Regions from separate parts of the Hordeum vulgare genome. Here region 1 is linked to region 2. Evidence: chromatin contacts called from public Hi-C data. All regions are on one chromosome and are shown on one strand. Each heading gives the region's core, a stretch centred on a gene start, on an enhancer-like site or on the middle of the called end of the contact. The rest is flanking DNA. Distances are from core to core; before and after follow the strand shown.

Region 1 (6,821 bases), core at 444-2,943, 370 kb after region 2:
TTGGGCCACGGCTCGGCCACGGCCAGGTAGGCGTACCTCGTCTTCCGGCCCAGCATGTTGCGGTTCACCATGCCGACCTCGAGGTTCACCTGGCTCTCCAGCGGCAGGATGGCCCGCCGCGTGGACTCGCCGGTGCGCGTGTTGAGCCGGATCTCGGTGAGCACGCTCTCGAGGTGGTCGTCCGTGTCGTTGAAGATGGAGTCTGCGGGGGTCATGCAGGAGCCGATCACCACCACCTCGTCCGTCTCCGGCTCCTCCCACGAGTTCCAGAGGTGGAAACAGAAGCAGTCCGGCACGTCCACCCACATCATCTCCGACGAGTCCTTGGCGTACTTTGGGAGGACGCCGAAGCGGGAGGTCTTCTCCTTGTCGAGCATCACCGGCGAGCCGCCGCGGAACATCTCGGCGAGCTTGAACACCATCTGGTGGTCGGGCACGACGACGAAGTTCTCGGTGATGGCGAAGTCGTGGATCATGGTGGGCTGGTCGAGCTCGATCTCGACGTCGGCGGACTTGGTGCCGTCGGCGTGGAAGTAGAAGTACTTGAGGTACGGCTTCTTGATGACATCGTAGCTGAGCGCGAAGAGCTCGCCGGAGACAGGGTCGAGCTTGGGGTGCGCGATCATGGCGCAGTCGAGCTGGCCGTCGAAGTCGTAGCGGCCGACGGTCTCGAGGTCGCCACCGGCGGTGACGCGGACCTGGTACGGGAGGTCGTCCTCGGACATGGCGAGGAGGCGGCCGTTGAAGTAGACGAGGCCGGCGTTGGCAACACCAGTGCCGTGGGACGGGTCGACGAGGCCGCAGGCGCCGCGCGCGTAGAAGAGGGCCAGCCTCGCGATGCCAGAGTGGCCGTGGAGCTCGCCGATGGTCTTAGGGAAGACGGGCCTCCCCGCGGCGCGCTCCTGGGAGAGGCGGGCGGTCTCGGTGAAGCGGCAGGCGTAGGACTCGGCGGCGCCGTTTCGGATGCGGATGGCGTGGACCATGCCGTCGCCGTCGAAGAGGTGGTGGCCGGCCGTGGGCTCGAAGCAGGGGTTGGCGCCGTTGCGGGCGTAGACGCCGTTGATGAAGGGCGGGATGCGGCCGGAGACCGTGAGGGCGCGCACGGGGGGCTGCTCGCCGACGGGGGCGAAGTTGCCGGCGATCTGCACGGCCGGGTCGGCCGTGCGCGGCAGCGCGTGGGGCCGCTCCAGGACATTGTTGATGAACCCCTCCTCGAACGCGTCGAGCGCCGCGGCCGCCGCGCGCTGGAAGAAGTTGAGGCTCTGCTCGCCCTCGCCGCCGCTGCTCCCCTGCTTCTGCGGCGAGGCAATGGCAGGCGGCGACGACTGCTCGTACCCGGGCACCTTCCTCGTGGACGGCGACGAGACGTACGCCGGCGAGCGGGCCGTGCTGGTGGACGTGGCGGCAGCCGCGGCGGCCGCGCGGGGAGCGAACCGGACGGAGCCGGGGCCGCGTCGGCGCCCATGGTGGCGCTGTATCGAAGAGGAGGAGGCGAGGGGCTGCGCCGACAGAGTCTGCATCGCTGATCCTCGCGAGAAGTAAAAGAAGAAGAAGAAGAAGAAGAAGAAGAAGAGAGCTGGTCCGATCGATTCGAGTTCTCTCCGGCGAGCGAGCGCGGACGATCGGCGATCTTGGTGTGGGGGGCGAAGGGAAGGGAGAGCAGAGGAAGTGGGTGATGGGAGTGAGGGAGATGGGATGGTGAGGGTGGGGGAAGGCGGGAGGGATATTTATAGAGTTTGGGAGGGGGGGAGAAGGGACAGGGGGAGGAGGTGAGGTGAGGTGAGTCGTCGCGCCGGAGTGGCAGGAGACCACGTGGTTCACTCCCCACACCCCCACTCCCGACGAGACGACGACCACTTTTCTCTTCTTTTCTCTTCTCCTTTCCTTTTTCCTCCTCCTCTCCTGCTCGTTTTCGCTTCTCCTTTTCGCCTGCCCGTTGTTCGCGTGGGGGCAGTTTGGGGATTTTCACCCTACGCGTTTACTTGTGCCTCGTGTTGATGCGAGGGCAAACGAGTGCTCTCAACCAATAGCATGCTGACACCTCGAAAGGTATTAGTGCTATAATCTTTTTTTTTTATCGAGGTACTCCTTCCTTCGCCGTTTAGAAGGTGTATTTGAAAATTTTCTGAAACCTAAATAGTTATTGATTGGCTGTGGGATAAACTTAAAAATAGCATTCACATTATGCATACGGATAAAAATAATATTCCCACCGTTCCTAAATATAAGTCTTTGTACAGATTTCACTAGTGGACTACATATGGATGTATATAGACATACTTTAGAATGTACATTCAATCATTTTGCTTCGTATGTAGACACCTATTGAAATCGCTTAAAAGACTTATATTTAGAAACGGAGGGAGTACAACATTGTACTAGTAATTAACTATTATGAGTAATGCAATGCGTCCTGAACGTTGTTTATTATCAAAACACAAGTAATTTTAATTTTGCTTTCTAAACCGTGACGGAGAGAGTATTAGTGCTATACTACATCACAAACAACGTATTCTCTTTGATTAGATTTGTATCTGCATTTTATGTAGCTCGGTATTCGACATGGACCTCACGCAAGGCGCTCAAAACAATAATATTTGCAAAACTAATTAACCAATGTTCCTTCTCATAGAATTAGAAAAATCAATAATGTTTTCAATTGTAAGTATTTTTGTTTCAAACGGATTCAGATATATTGATGCAAATTTTAATAGTTTTAGTCGTATTTAATTAATTGAGTAGACATTCACACCATTTCTCACAGTCACGAAAAATGAAGTTTCAAAACCAACTAAATATGTAACTCATGGAAAATCAAATTTCTTTATGACAAACTATGTTGTCCTGCAAATGAAAATTTTCTTTACCAAGCATGGCAAATCCTAGCAAAAAACAAAACTAAACGTCGCAAGGATTTGACATGCTTGATAAAAGAAACACCAACATAATTTGCCATGAAAACGTTCGATTTGCAATAATTACAAAGCTGGTGCTAGGTTTTTTAAACATTTACGTATGTATATTGGTACACAATTTTATTATTTTCTACACATTTTTCTTTATGTTTCAGAAATAGTATACATATATTATACGCAGATTGGAAATATATTTGAAAAAAATATTGAATAATTTACTAGAAATAATATTTGATACTTTGAACATTTCATATAACCTTAACATGACTCACAAAAATTATTTTTTCAAATAAGTTAGTGTTGTTCTAAAAAAGAACTTTTTTCCTTTGGATAGGTTAAATATTTTTGTCATCAAAAACTATGTTTATTACGAAAATCAATTGTAACAATCACTTTTAATTTTTTAATTTTTAGAAATAACTCATTAATTTCAGTTAATCCAATCAAATATAAATAAATTTAGGAGGCATTTCACTCTATTTTCATTCTTTTACTATTTTTTCTATCAATTCAAAAACATCTTGCTACCAAAATTTCATTGTTTCAACATAATTTACAGATATAATTGAAATGTTCCCACACCCATTCCAAATACTTATGTCATATTCACTAACTTTAAAAATATTAAGAACTCCTTTTCAAAATTAATAATCTATAGTTCCTTGTTTTCTAATCTATACTTTAGTATTTATTCTGTCAATTTCAAAATATTATAGTTATGGGCACACATTTTTTACTGTTAGAAAATAGTTTAGAAAGATACCTCATAATTTTCACACACATTTCAATTATTTCAGTTATATTTTAAGAATATGCCACTAACATTTCTCATAAATTTCAATTATTTTGGGTCATGTTTCACCAATAACACCCATATTTAGAAAACATTAGCAACTTGTTTATTTCATCTATGAAAAATTGAAAAACATTATGATTATTGTAGTCCTCTTTTATTCTTTGTGATTTAAATTACACAGATATAATTTTATATTTATCATCTGGGGTCCCACATGTCGATACCAAAGGTATATGGTATATGCGTTCTTAGACACATTTTTATTTTATAAATGCTAAAAAGTGGTCTAGACCCAAGTCGATTGTACTTCACTATGGAACGGCTTCGCTAGAAAATTCAGGTTCTTGGTATGCACAGTTCAAACTTAAAAGTTGATGCCCCTCTATGAGATCGGTTAAATATTTTCAAAGTGAATATGGTCTATGGCTGGTTCATTTGTAAATTGTCGTGAGATAGATATTTTCATTCTGTTGCACTTGCATGGATTTTGATATCTAGTAACATGGTCCTCGACAATTTCTCAGTTACACGAGTAACTGAAAACCCATTTTAAGTGAAACATTGCATCACTAAATGCTTGAATAATAATTTTGATTTACCCTAGAACTAAGCGGTGCTCAAAGTTTCTTGTAGTATTAATTTTGTATCCGTATTCTTTTGCTTCGAAATTGTTTGGAATTAGAATTTTTCCTTCGTGTCGAAACAACACATGTATTTCACTCGGATTTTGACCTATATAGAGGTTTTCACTTTAGAAGGGGAGATGGAGGCAAATAGAACATTAAAAAAACTAACAAAGAATGGTTCCCCAAGATAAATGGCTCTCAATTTTTCATATGAGCTTACATGTATAAAGGTATTGAGCATTTTGCCTGTTTATGGGTATTTCTAACGATGCATTCTTTGCACCTATAAGAAAAATGTTAATATACTCCCCCACCCAACAAATAAATGTGTGGTACCTCTTATAATCATTAACATAAACTTAAAATCCATTTTACCTTTTCCATTATCTTTCCGAAGTCGTGTGCAATCTTCAATGCAAATTAGCGCAAAACTATACTAGATACTGGTTTCCCCAAAATTAAGGGCACATGTTTGTTCGAGAGTACTCTAAAATTCCGAGTCTGTAGTGGAACTTTGCTTCAAAACTTGAACTGCATATTTAAAAATTAAGATTAAAATCTTTATACCGTTTTCGGTGCAGCTTACAAATAATCATTTTTAATGAAACATGCAAATTGTAAGGCCATATCTACATGTATATGTGCAGAAAAAAGTTAAATATATTTGGAACCCGTTCACATGATTTTCATTTATTTTGACAATACCTGGCGCCCAAAACGCCAATTTCCTTTCGTCTTTAGTTAGACAAGAACTGGAGCCCCTCGGTATCTGCTTAGATTTATGCGATACCGATGGACACAACCTAATCGTCAGATGCACACATCCACAAATCAAATGGTGGCATGCAAGTGCAACTAACGTCTTGGTCCAGCCGGCCGGCCTTCGTCTCTCCTCCACACCACCCTTCACCCTAGGATTTCCTTCTCCCCTAGGTATACGTACACAAAATCTGTATCTGTCTATTTGGCGTTTTCGGTCAGATTGCTCGTCCCCCTCCCGTGGACGCGTCGGTCTCCATGGAACGAGCGGCCTAGCTGCGAACGTACCATTCCGGTTGCACTGCATGCACGCTACCAAACACTGGCTGCAAAAAGAAGAATTAATTCGGGCGTTAATTTGCACTGTCAAGTGCCTAACCACTAGTTATCACGAGTCCACACGGAATCAGAGCCCCTGCTGACCCGGAATTGCTTAACTTGGGAGTGTGTACTATGTAGGTATTCCTGTAAAAGGTGCCCAAAAAAAGAAGAGAACATTATTTGACATCCATCCTTTAGATTCAACATGGAGAGCATGTGGTGGGCGTGAATGTGGAAAAGCGGAGCCTAAACGTCATTGCATGGCCTACCTCTCGTTCGGCTGATGGTATCCATGAATCAATTTTGCAGGTTAGCACGAGAAGCACGACGCATCAGGGGCATGCGTGCATGGGGCTCACACCGACTTTGTTTCTTGTTGCTTGATTATGGGGAGGAATCGGATGCATCCCCTCCATTGCCAGTCTTACCAATTAGCGGCGATAACCAACGGATGTATCCAGGAATTGAGGTTGGGTAGGTTGCACATTGTTGCTGTTTGAAGCTACACGCCCAACAGTTCAAGGGACCCTTGGTAACCCGTGAGGCACCCCGATTTCAGTCGAGATGTCCTAGTTAATAGAAGTTGATCAGTAGATAAAGATGGATGCTTATCTTCGAAAGAAACGAAAATGGACGCGTGCATCAGTCGAGGATAATTCTGCGTCGTGTTGGCTTAAGCCTTTCCATTTGATGCCTGCCTCTGATAGCATCTACAACTGGAACTAGCAAATTTGCCGCTCTAAACGTCCATTAATACATATGAACAATTATCCGCTACTCCTCAAATGTCCGTGTTTACAATAGATATCTCCTTAGCAAATCGTCAGATCCATACAATATCATACAGTACAACGTAAAATAAACTCACATACGTGACAAAAACAAACCAACCTTCAACAGACTAAGAATCAAGAAATTTCGGGAGGCTCTTGCGAGGGAGGAGCTAAGTGAAATCCATCTTCAAAATCGACGATTCACTTGGAGTAATGAACGGGAAACCCCCACCCTCAGCAAGCTTGATTCATTCTTTTGCAATTCTGAATGGGACACCTCCTTCCAGGGTCACATTCTTCATGCGCTCTCTTCATCACATTCGGACCATTGCCCGCTGCTCCTATTCCAAGCGCATGGTCCGAAACGCCCTAGGACTTTCCGGTTCGAAAACTTCTGGATTTCGATGCCCAACTTCAAGCGAGTTGTTCATGAGGCTTGGGGGACGGAAACTGGTCACATTGAGCCATACCACATTCTGTTCCACAAATTGCAAAAAACAGCCTCCATGCTTAAAGGTTGGAGCAAACAACTTTTCTCCAACACAAAAAATTCAACTCCACGCGGCCCTACATGTCATTCTTCATCTCGATATGGCTCAAGACTCGCAACTTCTATCTCAACAAGAATCTG
Region 2 (6,186 bases), core at 2,755-5,254:
TCCTGTTCCTCCATCCTCCCTCACCACTCCTCTTTTTGTTGTGTTCGTTGTGCCGTCGATGAGGGCCACCCCACCTCTCCCTTTCCCTCTCCCAGAAGATAGATGGCAGCGAGGTTGCTGGCAAGAGTTTGCATCGCGGGCGAGGTTGCGAAGCCGAAGCTGCAAGTTCATGCGTCAAAGCTACAACCCTCCTGAAAAAGCTACAACCAGCATCGCTTTTTTGCAACCGGCGACGAAAAAAGCTTCAAACCGGCGATAAGAAATACTACAATCGGCATTATCGAAAGCTTCAACCAGAGACGAGGGGAATCAAGGGCCACCCATCACGCAAGACGCGAATGCTGCAACCGGTGATGAAAAAAGTTTCAACCGGCTAGGAAAAAAGCTTCAACCGACGATATAAAAAGCTTCAACCGGCGACAGCGAAACACAAAAAGCTACAATCGTTGACACAAAAGCTTCAATCATATGTTTGAAAAGCTTCAACCACAGACCAACGAGGAAAGCCTGTCACTTTTTCTACAACTAGCAAAAAGCTTCAAGCGACATATAAAAAGCTTCAACCGTTGTGGAAAAAGCTTCAACCATTGATGGAAAAAGCTTCAACCGTTGATGGAAAAAGCTTCAACCGTTGATGGAAAAAGCTTCAACTCGTGAAAATAGCTTCAACCACCGTGAATAAAGCTTCAACCGATACAGCATACCGACGATGATGGGAGCGGTGACACCGGGGAGCTGCGGACCGACGGCATGGCGGTGCTACATCTCAGAGGGGAAAACGCTTCAAGCGACACATGGAGTTGCAACCCGGAGGGCACAACTATTGCATGGGGGTAGAGCTGGGGATGAGGGGCGGCGGCCGGCAATGCGGACGACCAACGAGGTGCGGGCGGTGGCCGGCGATGCGGACGGCCAACGAGGGTGCCGACCGGCGAGGACATCTGCCGAGGGCGCCGACCAGCGACAAGGATGTTGTAGTCGTGCTTCAAGCGCGGGGCAGGGGTGTCGGCGGTGCTCGGGGCGTTGACTCGCGAGGGGGGGACGAAACGGTAAACAAATCTGACAGTCTTTAACCGTTGTATCAAACGGTTGGGGTCCGACCGGCAAAAGCTAGCGCCGGTCCGCTAGCGCCTAGCACTGCCCTTTTGAATATTCACCGGTGTAAAAAGGAGGCACCGAAAAGCCCTCGGGTAGGTGCCCCCACATGGTAGCCCCCATGGGCTACGTGGATGACGCTAGTCAGCCCGAATCAAAATACTCCCTCCACCCCGGTATATCAGTTATCTTAGTTTATGCACCATAACCAAGATGAAGATAAAAACTAGAGAAATCAATGCTAATCTATTAATTAATACCAGGAAGCTCACAAAGGGGCATCTGCAACCTGACATGAAAGCCACATGTTTGTCGGGAGAGGCGCATGGTCAGCTAGGAGAGACACATTATCGAAGAAAAAGATAGGTCAACGGTCTCTTCAAAAGTATTTAACAAATTTAGCCGTGTAAATATGTGGGCTGCCTAATACATCTCGGTGCTTTGTTAGGTTGAACTGATCGATTCCGTTCATCGGGTTTGAAAGAAATTTGATTGGTTAGAATGTGGACTGATTGATTCTCTAGAAAATAAAAGTGAAAACCTTGGTGGACCAAAATTTCATTGGTTCTTATCTTTTACCAAACAAACCGAAGAGCTGGAGAGGACGAGTCGGTGAAGAATTTGCCGCCAGGATATCTCAAGAGAGGCGGTGACACAACACATGTGTTGACCGGGAAAATCATAGCAGAGGAGTCGGCGGAACGAGGGACATCAACCTTTTGGTTTGCTGGTTGCTAGAGAAGTAGGATGGCGAGAAACAATGGAGAGGTGTGCAAGGTCGGGAGGTTGGTGTAGCATTTGTTGGGTTCCATACTGTTATCAGATGCTATTGGTCCTGCGGATTGTAATTACTTTTGATTATTTTGCGTGCTTGACGACAAGAACTGAATTTTCAAGCTAAATTTGGTTTTCTAGAATCGATGATCAAATTAGTTAACAAACTGATTCTTGTGGTTCAGAAGTTCTGTATCTGGTTAATATGGCCAATCCTACCACCCGACTTCTTTTGAGTAAACCATGTAATGACTAAACATATACACCCTTTCTCACACCACGTAAGGACAAGCAGACTCTTGATCCATGGACTCTCTTAGAGAGTCTATAAGCGCATTGCCTCAAACAATCCCTCATACATCCACGAACAGGCCCGATCAGCGGTCAAATAAAAGAGAGAAGAAAAAAGCAACTCAACCGGACATTTCATATCATCCCTAATGTCAACCCTCATATGCATCTCAATTATAGGAAGGATATGAGGGCTCATGGACACGTCCGAGCACGCCCGGTCATTCCACCACATAAGACGAGACCCACCCCGAATCACTTTTCCTTTTTCTTTATTCATTCTTTTCTTCCTCTTTCTTCCTCTCCATCAATCATATATAAATGATGGGGCATATAAGGAAAAAAAATAAAGAACGTGGCTGTGCACATGAACAAATGGGGATATGCTAGGAAGTCATACTTGCTATGTCCGGCGGCTATAGATGATTTTCTCTTGTGAAGTTTACGGCATCGATATATTCAGAGACGCCACCCCACGCCAGTGGCTAGACCCTTTCGCTGTCTCGTCTCCATATCCATATACATAAATCATAGCACATAAAATAAAAGTGAAATTATATATGCACATACGTGGCATATAGCAGGGCCGGGTGGTACCCGGGGGAGGTGGTGTGCCCTTGGAGGAAGGCAAGGCTGCATGGGCGCTGCCTGCTTGGCTTCAGGTGTAGGCCGGATGCATCAACGTGGCAGCTCCAGCCACGCGCACGCCCACACAGACACCTACCTACCTACCTGTCTGCCTGAAGAATCTACTGTCACTGACTTCTCTGCACTATTTTATCAACAATGTTAGACACGTCACTCCCGGTTTAGTTAACTATAAGCTTATAGACAACTAATTAGAGTACATCCATCTATCACCTAGCCATATATATAGCTTACATCTCGTCACTGTGATGCCGGGGATACTTTATGCTTCTCAAGGAAAATGCGACGTGCTAGTTTATTCATCACCACGTACGACTGATCATCGATCGCCTATAAAGCGGGAACCAATATATGCATTTGTTAAGATGGCAACGAATATATATAAAGAAGTACCGAATTTGGTACTAGCGTGACTACAAATGTGTGACCACGCTGGACACACATGCAATTCTATTTCGTTTGTAATCTAGCGTGCGTTCCATGCATCCAACATCTTGCAATGCCATGGCGCCACCTCGCATGTCTATGAATTAAGTATGGTATATAAGTTCTCGTATTCTTTTAGCTGGCCGTGTCCCAAATCGGCCTGCGTAATTCCTGCTTGATTGCATCACTGCATGCGTCTTTCTCCTATATATGTTGCAGAAAACGAATTAAGTGGTCATGCATGCATGCCACGCTTCTCTCTTTCGTCTTTGTCTATCCATCCGTCTATATGTGCCATGCAGGTATGGGGTTTATCCTCAACGGCAGCTAGCTAGTTAACGCTCACAATAAACTTGGCAATCTAGAGTGAGATGCCCCAAGGTGGCAACCCATGAGCATCTTTGTGGACCAAAATAATCTTTTCTTTTACTAGTTGTGCTCGGAAATAATCATTCCACATTGACCGGGTCGGGTTTACTTGGGTCAACTCTTTCGCCTCGCTAGTCGCTATCATCATCACACAACTAATTATGAATTGCAGGTTATCACTAATAAAAAATACAGTTATCACTAATCATTTATATTATATTTGTCCGTTGCTGTCCATGTCACTTCTACCGATCGAACACCAATGCATCAATCAGTCACTGTCCTCCCCTAGTTTTTGTTTTCCTTTGAATTAATCTCTCTTGTTTCTTCTGGACAATGGGACGTTGATCGTTTTCCTTGTTTTATTCTTGCGTGGTGCATGTGTACGTGCCAGCTTCTGTAGCTAGCTTGCATGTGTGTGCAAATTAAGCACAGTGAGTGTGGTAGCCAGTTGCTCTGGCTAGCTAGCTAGTTGCATGCGTACACTTGAAGTGCCGTAGACGACAGGTCAGAGGTTGCGCCACTCGATCCTTCAGGTCGACCTCGCCAAATACAATATATGTTTTTGTATATATATACACATCTACGTGCCGTGCGTATATATGTACGTATTGCAGATGTGCCGGTGACGCGTCTAGCTACATGCTCAGTGAAGGAGCGCTCGTATGTCTACGTGCAAGCCAAAGTAGGAATGATGGTTCTTTCCTTTTCAGTTTCTATATGCTTCCTCCGGTTTTATATACAAGACACTTTGTTTTTCGGGTTAAACTTTGATTTATAATTTTTGTCAGCAAAATACTGCAGGTCATATGTCATCAATTTTTTTTATCAAAAAGTTCTTTGAAATGTGCATCCAGTGTCATACTTCTTATGACATATGGCTCACATTTTGTTGGTAAAATTAATGGTTAAAGTTCGACATAAAAATATGAAGTGACCTTTTACTAGTAAATGGAGGGACTACTATGGTTACATATTAATTAGTAGGGTTAATTTGATCACCATGTATTAAAAAGTAAGCATTATATTAGTCTTTGGTTGCACCAGGTGTATATATATGGCTTGATTGGCTTGGTTAACTTGTGTGGACTCTACACTAACCATTATCGATCTTTTTCCAAATTTGGAACCATAGTGTGTTATCTACTTCATCTATCCATAAGTGTTGGATCAACTAGGATGAGTGTAGCCGGAGAGCCAAGCATTCTTGGGTTGACTCTGGATGATGATAAAGGCGGTTTGTACCATTGTCCACCAGGAACCAATCACCACGTTGAAATCATATGTGTTCTATTAAAGTGGTTTATCCTCCTAGTGATTGGAGACGTACCTATGATGCATGTGATAATTTTGTAAATATTGAGGCTCGGTGGTTTCGGTTTGTGAGTAGTGTTATGCGAGCATAGGTGGATGTTGTCTGAATGTACCTTGCACTGGTCATTTCTCAAAATATTAAGTTGGGTGTAGTCATGTGGTACTAGAGCTGCGACAATTAATTCAGATCAAAGAGAGCTACTAGTTTAGATCATACTAAGTCCATGGGATCAAACCCCTTTAACAACAAAATGGTACCCTGGGAATTGGCTGAACTTTACTTTCATGATGTTCAATTATTTCGAACATGGATATTTGGATGAATAATATATACAAAATAAAACTAAAACCACATATGGTTAATTATATTTTATTAATAAGCTGGGATTTTTTCCATGCATATTTACATGTTTAGGTGGCATAGTCCGCATGTTGGGAGAAATAATTCAGTGGGACTAGCTATTTAGATATAGAAAGCGCATTACCCTTCTAATATTATAACTAATCAGGAGTTAATAGCAAAAAAGCTGGATTGTGCATGTTCACTGTTTAGCATTTTATCAACAAGTGGATCGGAATTGACCAGATGTCGATCGACCATCCGAAGTGGAACATGCGGGCAGCATGGCACGAGGGTCTTGTTGGTGGGTTGACATTTTCCCAATTGTCACTGTCATTATCCACTGAGATTACCAGCTAGAGGAATGTGCTTTGTTAGCAACCAGGGTCAACCGGTCATGTGGCAGTAGTGTACTGTCTTAATGCTAATACACCTCATACGTACACCGGTCAACCCCTTATTTTCTTTATAGATATCTCAACGTTCTTTCTGTGTTCTGAGTGGGGCTGTTACTACTTTTGCATCAGCATCTGATCGAAAAGGTTCCGTGGATAATTGGAACCACGTAGGAGGAGTACTAGCATCCTGTTGCTAGCTAATTAATCAAGCTTGGTGTTAACAAACTTACACATGTGGATCGTGACTAGTTAAATACTCTGTGTTAGCGTGACACGTTGCCATCAACCTACTTTATAGTGCTCCTGCATGCAGGTGTTGTGCTAGTAGATTGCAGCTGGATAACGTAGTTATGCCACCATGTGTTTGGCTGATGGCTGCACTAACATGTTACTGTTGTCGGCGAACGAAACAAACCATTACTTAATTAGCTCACGGGTCACGGCCGGTTTTAATTATTAATTTGGGCAATGCTGATCTTAAACATTGCGATGACTAACGAACTGTTGGTTTCTCCTGTGCATGCATTGTGC

The links. A called contact is a pair of places that touch in the nucleus more often than the background predicts.
Region 1: a Hi-C map of leaf shows a contact between it and region 2, with 5 times the contacts expected there. The contact joins the promoter of LOC123395880 here to the enhancer-like site in region 2. A contact is called at or near these places in 4 of 6 Hi-C or Micro-C datasets (leaf and seedling).

What each region holds. Positions count from the first base shown.
Region 1 is chr5H:15,784,107-15,790,927 of MorexV3_pseudomolecules_assembly, forward strand. LOC123395880 (9-cis-epoxycarotenoid dioxygenase NCED5, chloroplastic-like) reads right to left here and starts at 1,694. Exons shown (of 1, transcript XM_045090912.1): 1 at 1-1,694. The coding sequence starts at 1,520.
Region 2 is chr5H:15,416,442-15,422,627 of MorexV3_pseudomolecules_assembly, forward strand. No RefSeq gene overlaps it. Among protein-coding and RNA genes, the nearest start is that of LOC123399074, 140 kb to the left of the region's middle. Within about 2 kb of position 4,005, at least 2 of the 3 cell types and tissues checked have open chromatin away from gene starts, as enhancers often do. A contact at or near this core is called in leaf and seedling, where this site is marked.